Regions from separate parts of the Hordeum vulgare genome. Here region 1 is linked to region 2. The links are chromatin contacts, called in public Hi-C maps. All regions are on one chromosome and are shown on one strand. Each heading gives the region's core, a stretch centred on a gene start, on an enhancer-like site or on the middle of the called end of the contact. The rest is flanking DNA. Distances are from core to core; before and after follow the strand shown.

Evidence for each region. A called contact is a pair of places that touch in the nucleus more often than the background predicts.
Region 1: a Hi-C map of leaf shows a contact between it and region 2, with 5 times the contacts expected there. The contact joins the promoter of LOC123426746 here to the promoter of LOC123426742 in region 2. A contact is called at or near these places in 3 of 6 Hi-C or Micro-C datasets (leaf and seedling) and 1 of 1 datasets of contacts at active chromatin or transcription factors (embryo).

Annotation. Positions count from the first base shown.
Region 1 is chr2H:478,704,045-478,709,779 of MorexV3_pseudomolecules_assembly, forward strand. LOC123426746 (scarecrow-like protein 23) reads right to left here and starts at 2,170. Exons shown (of 1, transcript XM_045110626.1): 1 at 352-2,170. The coding sequence starts at 1,989. The coding sequence ends at 550. It overlaps LOC123426744 (DExH-box ATP-dependent RNA helicase DExH7, chloroplastic-like), which reads right to left. Exons shown (of 35, transcript XM_045110624.1): 32 at 5,673-5,735; 33 at 4,461-4,547; 34 at 4,110-4,209; 35 at 3,273-3,608. The coding sequence ends at 4,467.
Region 2 is chr2H:478,158,550-478,164,680 of MorexV3_pseudomolecules_assembly, forward strand. It overlaps LOC123426742, which reads right to left and starts at 4,697. Exons shown (of 4, transcript XR_006622314.1): 1 at 4,360-4,697; 2 at 278-3,431; 3 at 1-123.

The DNA.
Region 1 (5,735 bases), core at 920-3,419, 540 kb after region 2:
CACGATTTTGTTATGGTTGATTAGTCAACTCACCATATTAAATCTCATCACTACTGTACCAACCATGGTTAATTCATCATCTAAAAAACGGAGTATGGCAAATTAGTGAGCAAAGCTCGTGATGCAGTTAATTACTCCCTCTGGTCCTAAATATAAGTCTTTTAAGCGATTTTATTAAAGGACTACATACAGAGCAAAATGAATGAATCTACACTCTAAAGTATGTCTATATACATCTGTTTGTAGTCCTCTAATGGAATCTCTAAAAAGACTTATATTATGAAACGAAGGGAGTAATATTCATGCGTACGCCAGGATAAAATGATTCATGTGTATATGAACGTATACGTATGAATGTGATACATCAACTGTATATAACCTCTTTTAACTTGTATAAGTATACATGTATATATATCACTCAAGACATCTAGAGAAAAGAAACTAAGAATCAAACTTCTCTCTCTTTCCCAACAAGGAACCAAGAATAATCGCATGAAAACAAAGAGTCTATCACGATCTATGTACTGAATGAATGAATGGACGCATGTTTCACGGCTCGTTCTTGCCGACCGATCGCCGGCACGGTCGCCACGCACTGGCCGTGACGAGAGCCCTGTCCCGCCACCCCAGCGCCATGGCCTTGCCGTCGCCGGCCTCCATGACGCGGAACCCGCCGCCGCCGCACCCGCCGCTCTTCATCTTGAGCAGCAGCTTCGCCTGGCTCACCGTCCTCGAGCTCAGCCTCGCGTCCTCGAACCCCGCGCTCTCCAGCCTCTCCTTCCAACCGCGGCTGGTCTGGTTCTGGTCCGCCGCCCGATCGCCGTCGTGGCGCCGACGGTCCAGAGTGGCCATTGCGTCGCTGATCTCCACGCCGAGGTGGTCCTTCTCGATGGCGATCCTCTCAGCGCTGTCGGCCGGGAGGCACTCGTGCAGCGACTCGAACACCGCCGCGTAGTACCGGAGGTTGGCCGCGAACCGCGGGAGCAGGCTCGCGCTTCCGCCGCATCTTCCGGCGCCTTCGTCAACCTTGTCGATCAGGAACACCAGGGACGGGCTCAGAGACCAGATGTGAGCCAATGCGCTGCGCGGGTCCCATGAGCCCGCCCTCGCGTTCTGTGCGGCCGGGAACACCAGGTTGACGACCACCGTCGCGGCGGGGTCGGTCTTGATGCGGTCATGGCGGCCGTCGTCCTCCGGCCCGCTGTTGAGGACGCCCTCGAACTCGAACCGTAGGTTGGGGCAGCCGTCCGCGAACCGGGCGAGACGGGCCTCCGTGTCCCGCAGCTCGTCGGCGCTGGCGCCGAACCCGGTGATGCGGAGGGACACCGGCTCGTCGCAGGAGTCGCCGCTGTCGTCGTGGGAGGACAGGGAGGAGCTGGTGGCGGCGGCGTCGGAAAGGGACTGGATCAGGGACGGCCACTGGAAGCCGAAGGAGACGTCGAAGTCCACGACGTGGAGGCGCCGCGTGCCGCCGGCCTCGAACGCCTCCATGATGGCCTGGTTCGCCGTGAAGTGCGCGAACTGGTACAGCGGGGACGCCTGGTAGAACATGGTGAAGGCCAGGAACTGCTCTTGGCGAGTCGTCGCTTGCGCCGGCTGCGGCGACAGCAGGAGCCTCGACGCCAGCGCGTCCGCGAAGTAGGCGGCGACCCGCTGGACAGGGTCGCCGCCGCGGAAGGACGCGTGCCGGTAGACCTCCTGCAGGGCGACGGCCGCGGCGTGCGTGTCGCCGACCTCCCCGGCGACCGCCGACGAGAGGAGCAAGCGCATCAGCGGCGAGGCTCCGCAGCCACTCACATCCCCGTCGACGTCGTGGTCAAGCTCAACCTTCACCATGCGATCTCTGGCCTGGAGGAGCCTCATGACAGTGGCGCGATCACAGCCGTCAGCGGCGCCGAGGACGCCCACGTCGCCGACGCCGTCCATCACCTTGCGCTTCTTGGCCGCGGCGCCGCCACCATTGACGCCTAGACTCAACGTCAGGTTCATGTACACCCAAGCACCCAATTGATCTCTCCAGACTCTCGATCGATCGATTGTCTGTCCAAGAAGCTCAGAAGCTAGCGCGCGCGCGCGGCGATTAATGGAGATCGGCGAGGCGCGAGACGTACGTAGCGGCCGGGAGGGAGGGAGGCGGGGAATGGGTCACGGCGACGGGGAGGGGTATATATATATATACATATATACATATATATATATTATGTAAGCGACCAAAGGGAATCTAGATGTTCCGCGTGTACTACTAGCTTTGTTTGCAAGAAATGAAATGGCCGCCAATATGCTCCTCCCGTTTTGGCTGGTTCCCGGGCGCGCTGCCCTTGGATCCCAAGGATAGGATATGCCCGTGGAGTGCTCGCCTCACACCCCCCTTGTTTTATGCGCAAGGATCTATCTGCCAAGCGCCAACCTATCAATCATCTACCGGCTGCTAGTGCTACCAAGCTCCACCGCTAAGAGGAGAGCAAGACCCCATACATCTCTCGCTGAAATAAGCATTGTTCAAACACGGTGTAGGTGTTAGTTAACAATGTGTGTTTGACACAAGAGAACAGAGTGAGTGGACTAGTAGCTTGTGATGAATATACAATGGCGGTTTCAATGGTATCTCGCCCAGCAGTCCACACTACAAGATCCGATTTTACACTGCAATGCATGTATGGCTAACCAAATGGAGTACTATAGTAGCATATGGCTATGACAAGCCTCGATCGACGCCATTTTAATATGGTTAGGTGAAACAAAGATTGATGCCCAAGTCGATGAGGTCTATAGTTTATTTATAATAAGCAGCGTTCAAACTCGTGATTCTCTTGGAAGGTGCATGTGGGGCTAACATGGACTCGATCGAGCATCATCGTATACGTCAAGACGGTTTGGGGCATACGTTGTGTGGACTTGACTTGTTTGGACATGGAATCAGTAAAAGTCGTAGAATCTCATTCCCTCGAGAAAATGTAAAATTTGTGGAAAGGGGTTGCCTGGTTGGGGGCAAAGGTGAAAAAAGGGGGCTACGAGTGTGACGAAGATGCGAGGAAGAGCAGTCAGGAGTGGACCCTTACCCAAGGAGGAGTAAAGCGACCAGACACAAGATTTGGCCAGGAAAATGGGCCGGAGAAAAGGGAGGGCATCAACGACTGTCCCTGCTGACGAAGCCATGGCCCTACCATACACCCCTGAAGCTGCCTCCTGTCGCGCTGCCCTGCTTTCTAAAAACAATATGCCCCCCTAACAGAAACGCCACAGTTGTATCATTCCATTCCACTTCTTCTGCGTACATGAACACCCCAATATTAAATTAAACAAGTTGGAAGTTGCTAGAGAGTATTTCATTTCCAATGCACTTATCATCTTCACTGTAGCATGTAAGCATTGTGATATGAGTAATAAAGCATACACTTTTGTTCTGTAAAGATGTCAAGCCAATGCAATGTGGTCACTCTGAAGCTTCTTCTCCATCGTCAGTCACCAGCACAGTAAAAGGCCGGCGTGCAAGGTTGCAGAAACCCATAGAAATGTCAAATACGACCGAGCCCTGAGAATCAACCTTCGCTACTTGATAGCATTCATCATGTAGCATGAAGGCTCATGTGCTCCAAAAAGGCCAGCAGCTGCAGAATATAATTATATGCATTATCACACTGCGTCAAAAAGTAAATTCTAGCTAAACGTGATAGGCATGATAATTTCAAAATTCATGCTCCTTTAGCATTGCTGAAGAGTTTCCATGCATTTGATGTTCAAATAAATAGGTGGGTACTAGTGACGCTACTAAGACGTTCACGTCACTTCTGCTGTCCAATATGACAACTAGAATGGACAAGGTGGGACATCCATAATTTCGTGTGTTTGTGAGACGAAATCATAAGACCACATGGTGAGTTGGTGACATGGAGGGCCACATAAAGGTATACGAAAATTGGCACTCATTGACCAGTTACGTGGTGTCTGTTAGACACAAACGAAGTTAACAAACTAAAATGCCCCAAATCACTAGATGGAACAACTTTTTTACTAGTATAAAAAACTCACTAGCATGATTTGAGCATACAGGTATCAGGACAAAGACTACTTAGTTACCAATACAAACATGCTAGAATAGTAGAATGTACCATGTCATTTGCAATTTAGATCCGGGCACCTGATCTGAGGATAAGTTCTCAAGTTAATTCCACCACAGTTCCACCATTATCTGTACAGTAATTCATTGACCTATTCGAAGTAACAGAAGTTAGTTCAGAAATCAAACACTTAACCTCAAAACTTAACAGATGACATCCCAAGGCTTGTTTTAACATGTTTTTGACGTAAAATTTCAAAAATCGAGGACAATAATTTCCACTGAAGAAGCTCTAGTGCTCCACAATTAACATATTAAATCTGCAAGATCAATACTTGCCGCGCTGTTTGCTCATTCTCCAAGTAAGATCGTGTACAAGAAAAACTCAATATGAAGAGATTACCACAATTCATGCTTGTTGGGCCTTTTCTTCTTCCAACAGCAAATGAATGATGGATCTGACCACTTCGTTGTCAACAAAAGTTGCCATCTGAAATCATACATTCAGACCAGCTAATTATAAAATTGCAAGTTACAACATATAGTATGAATACCATCTTCAAGCAGCCTTCTGTGCATAGCACGTTATACATTTTTGCATGTACTGAAGCAGCCTTTTGTTGAAAGGAGGTTCTAAATATTTACAAATGGTGAAGTGACAAAGTAAATGTATGCAAAGATGGTATATGAATACTATCTTGAAGCAGCCTTTTGTTTATAGTAAGTTATACTCCCTCCGTCCGAAATTACTTGTCGAAGAAATGGATGTATCTAGAAGTATTTTGTGTTTGTTGGAGGGATAGTCTAGGGTGGTTGTGGGTATCCCCAACCAGGTGGCTGGGGATAGCCCTTTTTTTTGTTTGGTTGGGAGGGTGGGGTTATCCCATTTTTTGTTTGGTTGGGAGGGTGGGATCCAGCCGCGCAGGCCTGGGATCCAGCCCTGCGCCGCCCTGGCCTCCTGCCGCGCCAGCCGGGCCTCCTGCCGCCGCCCCGACCTCCTGCCGCCGCCCCGACCTCCTGCCGCCGCGCCGGCCTCCCTGGCCTCCTGCCGCGCCGGCCTGGCCTGGGATCCAGACGAAGCAGAGGAGAGAACGAAGCGCGCGCGGGGTGGTTGCCACCACCCGCTCGTTTTTCGTGGGTCTCCCCATCCCAGTTTTTAAGGAATATTCGGGGTATCTGGTTGCCTCTATCCTTCTTTGCCCCAGAACCAAACGGGTGGCAGCCACCGAAAAAAAGGCTATCCCTGTCCCTAAGAGGATATCCCTCCAACCAAACACACCCGGACGGAGGGAGTACGTTTTTGCACATAATGAAGCAAACTTTTGTACAAAGTAGGTTATATATTTCTACAAACGATTAAAAGATACGAAGCAAATGTATGCAAAGATTTCAAGCAGTCTTTTGTTCACAGCAAGTTATAGATATTTTGCATATAAGTGAAGCAGCCTTCTGTTCAAAGTAGGTTATACATCTTTTTACGAATGGTAAAGTGATACGAAGTAGTATAAAGCAAATGTATGCACAAATGTGCAGGAGACGCTACAACTGCATGGCGTATTCACGTTATCAGTGGTTTCACCTTTATATATATCAAAACAAAAAGGAAACAGCATACCTCCGGCTTTCTTGTCAATTCTTTCAGAACAGCATCAAGTGTAATGCGAAGTTGCTTGAATAA
Region 2 (6,131 bases), core at 3,447-5,946:
TTTAGAAATGTAGTTTGTCATGCCAGATAGAATGACACTGTCCATGGTCTCCAACATCTTGCGATTGCAGTTCAGATTCTCCTGCTGCTGCGCTGCTAGTGATTTCTCCTCCTCTAGTTCATGCTACAAGGTCCAAAAAACAACAAACGTCAGAGAATGCTTGCATAACTCCACTAATTAGTAAGTAATCTGCAAATAAAGCACAGAACAGGAACACACATGTGAAAGATGATTGCCATTGAATTTCAGAACTGAGGGTCTACAAAATGGATTTTACCTCAATTAGTGCAAAGTTCTCCACCTCATGTCTCCTGGAGAGTATCTTTGATTTTTTTAGAATCTCATAATCAGGATCTCTGTGGCCCACCCAGCGAAATTTTAACTTACTCCCAGGTCTCCGGGGGCGATCATTGAACATCTCAGCCGTAGCATGCTTCGCCCTAACAGGCCTTGGAATTCCAGAGATCATAAAAGGGAAGTCATGCAGCATACTGACCACAACTTCAGCATCCTTCTCAGTTTCCATCTCTACTAAAGCAGATTGAGGAATATTGTAGGGAATGGTGTAGTTCACAACAAAACTAACCTTTCTGATACTGCAAAATTGACCTAAAGCTGTTTTTATGACTGCCTCTGTAGCCCGGTGGGACAAGTTGTCAAGGTATACAGTTCGTTTGACCTTCTCCTCGAACTCTTGATACCGTTTTATGGCTTCCAACTCTGCAGCACTCTTACTTTGATTAACAGCCTGGCCATCAGAAGTGGAAAGCCTCATTTCAGATGTATTCTGGCTGGTGCCGGTAGCCTGCACTGCAGAGGTGCGCGGCTTCTTGCGTGGGGTGATTTTCTTAGCTGGATCAGTTGATCTTTTGCTTGGCGCCTTGTTTCTAGCCACATCAGACTGCTTCTTGGTGGGAATGGTGTGGTTAGCATGTTCAAACACATCACACTTTATAGCAGTGGTTGACAGGGTCTTGCTTGGGTTGCTCTTAGCCTCTGTAGCTTTGCGACTGACGTTGTCAAGACATGCAGTTTCCTTGATCTTCTCCTCCAACTCTTGGTGCTCCTTTATGACCTCCATATTTGCAGCACTGGTACTTTGCTCCACAGCCTTGTCAACAGAAGCAGAAAGCTTCATTCCAGGGGTCTTCCTGCTGGCACCAGTAGCTTGTACTGAAGAGGTACACGAACTCTTGCATGGGGCCTTTTTCTTAGCTCGATAAGTTGGTCTATTGCTTGGGCCATTGTTTTTAGCTTCACCAGACAGCATCTTGCTGGGAATGGGATGATTAGCTTCTTTCAACACCTCCTTAGGCGTCACAGCAGTGATTGTTTGATTCCTGCTTGGGTAGTTACCCTCTTCAGCTGCTACTTCACTGTCAGTATTGCAGAGCAATTTCTTTCTCGGGGAGTTGCTATGTTCCTCCTCACCCTGCTTTCTAGTCGTTGTAAGGCTCTTTCTTGGGGAGTTGATATGATCTTTAGGCAAATCCTGAAGTTGAAGACGAAGCATCATGCTCGAGATGTTGTTCACCTCTTCACACAATCCATGTTTAGCAGGGTAACTGCTTGGATCACTTCCTTGCTCTTCAGCAGCGGTTCTCAGGTTCATGCTCAGGGTATTGACATTTGCCTCATCCAGTAGTTTGTTGCCTGAGGTATCGCTCTCAGATTCAGCAGACAGTGTCTTGCTAAGGGCGTTGTTATTGACCCCATTACAGTGTCCCACTCTTGGGGAGTGGCTGCTTGCCTCACCATGTGCTGGAGTGGTAATCAGATTCTTGCCTGGGTTGTCAGTAATCAGTTTGTTGTCCTCAGGATACTGTTTCATGGCTTCCAACTCTGCAGCACTCTTACTTTGGTTAACAGCGTGGCCATCAGAAGTGGAAAGCTTCATTCCAGATGTATTCTGGCTGGTGCGGGTAGCCTGCACTGCAGAGGTGCGCGGCTTCTTGCGTGGGGTGATTTTCTTAGCTAGATCAGTTGATCTATTGCTTGGGGCCTTGTTTCTAGCCGCATCAGAAAGCTTCTTGTTGGGAATGGTGGGGTTAGCATTTTCAAACATCTCACGCTCTATAGCAGTGGTTGACAGGGTCCTGTTTGGGTTGCTCTTAACCTCTGTAGCTTGGTGAGAGAGGTTGTCAAGATTGACAAGAAATACAGTTCGCTTGATCTTCTCCTCAAACTCTTGATACTCCTTTGTGACCTCCGTGTTTGCAGCATTGGTATTTTGCTCCACAGCCTGGCAAACGGAAGCAGAAAGCTTCATATCCGGGGTGCTCCGACTGGTACCAGTAGCCTGTACTGAAGAGGTAGGCAGCCTCTTGTGTGGAGAAATTTGTTTGGCTGGATCAGTTGGTGAATTGCTTGGGCCATTGCTTTCGAGCTTCTTGGTGGGAATGGGGTGGCGAGCTTCTTCAACCACATCCTCGTACTTTGCAGCGGTGATTGTCAGATTCCCGCTTCTGTTGTTACCCTCTTCATCTTCTTCTTTGTTGTCAGTATCATAGCACAGTTTCCTTCTTGAGGAGTTGTTGTGTTCCTCATCATCCTGCATTCTGGGGGTTATATCGTTCTTGCTTGGGCTGTTGCCTATATGATCTTCAGGTAATTCCTGAACTGGTAGAGGAAGTATCATGCTCAAGATATTGTTGTTGGCCTCTTCACACGGTCCCTGTTTAGCAGCATGGCAGTTTGCATCGCTTGCTTGCTCTTCATCATCTACTCTTAGGTTCTTGCTCAGGGTGCTGTAAGTTGCCTCATCTGGGTGGTTGTGGCCTGAGGTATCGCTCTCAGATTCAGCAGGCAGTGTCTTGCTCAGGGTGTTGCTACTGTTCTCATTACACAGTCCCATTCTTGGGGAGTGGCTGCTTGCCTCACCCTGTACTGGAGTAGTTATCAGATTCTTGCCTGGTCGAGGAAGTATCATGCTCAAGATATTGTTGTTGGCCTCTTCATACGGTCCTTGTTTAGCAGCATCACAGTTTGCATCACTTCCTTGCTCTTCATCATCAACTCTTAGGTTCTTGCTCAGGGTGCTGAAAGTTGCCTCATCTGGTTGTTTGTGGCCTGAGGTGTCGCTCTCAGGTTCAGCAGACAGTGTCTTGCTCAGGGTATTGCTACCGCCCTCATTACACAGTCCCATTGTTGGGGAGTGGCTGCTTGCATCACCCTGTACTGGAGCAGTTATCAGATTCTTGCCTGGGCTGTCAGTACTCATTTCAGGTACTTCATTACCCCTGGTTTTGTTAATCCTAGGTACTTTCTTGCTCAGGGTGAGGGAGGCATCAGGTAACTTCTTCCTGGGTGGTAAACGTATACGTATGATGTTCCACGGACGGTCTGCTTTCGTATCATCAGTTTCGTTGCTGATATCAGCAGCCTGGTTTTCTGAGGCAGACATCCCTTGACACACGACACACGCAAAAATCCTGCAGGTTGTGAATCAAATGGCATGATGAGAATGAATAAGAAAAGTGCTTATAACATCATATGCTGACCATTAGAAATAGAAATTCATTTGAGAGAAGAACATCACATGCTGAAGTTAATAAGGTCCCAGTTGGTTCACCAAATTTAGCATAATGTCAGACTTAATTCACGCTACAATGTAACTGGCCTAACATAGTACTCCCTCTGCATAGATGTAGCCTTGGTTTGCAAACAAACTGCATTAAAACGTCCATGCTAGATGCTAGCCATAGACCAAATCCTAGATGCTTCCAACAGTGTCCCTAAATCAATTTGGTGACCTGACACATCTTACACAAACACAGAAACGCGGATTCATCATTTCACAGAAAATGCTGACACAAGCTGCGGTTATATATACACAATAAATACATAAGAATGCATATACAATAATATATTTTCAAGTATGTGCTTATGCTAAACGAAGATACAATGAGCCAAAAACATAGAAATTGATCCTTAAACAATCCAGAAGGAGGAGAGGAGAAGGAACTGAACAGGGTATGATGGGCAAACCCCAGGCCAGAAGCTATGTGCTTATAAGTTATAACTATCCAAAAACATCTCTTGTGAAAGCATACAAACATATGGCCCGGTTGCACAATAAAAATGTAGAATTTGAACTCAATTTTAACGATCCAATAAGTTAGATAAAAGTCGAAGAAAACTACAAAAGTTAATACAAAAGAGCACAAAATCGATAGTTTGGTTCATCTGCTCCTCCCACAACATCAACTGAGATAGTTAATCACTGAACCAACACCTTCAAGGCATGAAAACATGGGAACATTTCTTCATCTTCTGTTCTAAACATGAAACTGGTGATAAAATGCATCAGTTTGAGGATTCAATTCAGCGCATGTACAAAAGAAAAATTAGAAATTATACCTAACACAACACACGTACAGACAGCCACACGTCTGCGCTTAGAAGTGGGGCGAGCAGCGAACTCGATCAGCAGCTTCGCTCGGCGGCGCACCACCAGAGGGTGGAAGAGGGTCCGGCGGTCTGGCTCGGAGGGGGGTGAGGGGAACGACGCGTCACAGCCGGTAGCCCGAAGGGAGAGGGGGGGGGGGGTCGAGGAGGAGCCCGACGGCGATCGTATGAGGCAGCGCCGGAGGACGGGTAGTCAACAGACGAGGGTGGGAGGGGTGCGGGCGACGCGGCAGCGCAGGCGGCGGACGGCCTGGGCGCAGGCGGTCGTGCCGCAGTTTGCTTCGCAAAGCGAAGAGGAATGCAGAGCAACGAAAGAAGAGGCGACGCGTGCGTGCGTGCGCCCGCCCGGGCCGTGCTGGCTGCCTTCGCAGTAGGCCTTAGTATTCAGATGGGCCCCTGGCCAATTCTCAAGCCGGGGAGTCACTAGCAAGCGCTCCTTCCGGAGCCTCTCGAAGAGCACTCACGCACCACTTGACGCGTTTTCAATCATCACCATGTGTTATGTTTTAAATGCTTTCTCGTAATTTTATTTTTTATTTTTTCACACGCGTTTTTGGTTTTTAATATTGTTTTTTTTCGGTTTTTCATCGGTCGTTCGTAGTTTTTTGACCAAATAATTAAAAAAAAATACGTTTTTTTCGAGAGGCATGATTTTACTTTCGCGAGAGGCATGTGTTTTGCTCCTCCGTATGTTTTTGACGAAAAATGTGTTTTCTGCTTTTTTTGGTGAGAGGCACGGTTTTCTTTCCGCGTGAGGCACGGCCGTGCCTCTCGAAAAGGGAAAAAACACGGGTTTTTTGTAAGAAGCACGGTTTTGCTTTCGCGAGAGGTACGGTTTTAATTTCGCGAGAGGCACGGCTAAGAGGTACGGTTTTGCTTCCGTGAGAGGCACGATTTTACCTTTGTGACAGGCACGTTCGTACCTTTCGGAAAGGGAAAAGTGCGTTTTTTTTGAGAAAGACACGATTTTGCTTCCGTGAGAGGCACGATTTTGTCTTCGTGAGAGGCACGGAAATGCGAAAAAATGTGTTTTTTGTTTTTCTCTATCACGGGAGACATGGTTTTTTGGTCCGGTTTTTTTATTGAAAAAAAGTTCTTTAAAACCTATCAATATATGATCTAGCTTTGAAGATCTTGACGCGAGAAATCCAATGATGAAAACGGTTTGAGATTTGGACGCACAGGTTAGGAGATAAAACGTTTTGAAAAAACAAATCTACGAAAAAAGAAAACTCCCAGGTTATGACAAGTGGCATACATGCAATGCGCCACTTGTTGTGACCTAGGGGTTGGAGTGATCTTTTAAAGGAGTACTCGCTAATTAGTGATTTCGGGCCCCACGCCGCGGCCCTAGGTGCCTAGGCCCAGCTCCGTCCTGTCGGCGGGGCAATGACGACGAATTCAGAAACACTCTTCGTCGCTCTGTGCGTAGCGTGTCGGGGCTTCTCACAGAGCGGGAGAGGGATCACTTTCAAATGAACTGACCCGTTAGCGGAGATTGCAGTGCCTTGGTTTTGGGAACATTCTAGAGGTTGGAGCCGGTTTTTTCCGATTTTGGGAAACTTCCTGAACCGTTTTTTTTTTCTTTTCATTTTTCTTCATTCTTTTCTGTTTCTTTTTTATTTTCTGTTTCAAAAAATGTTCTTGATTTTAAAAAAATGCTTTTGAATTTTATAAAAAATTCTTGATTTCATAAAAATGTTCCTTATTTTCCAAAAACTGTA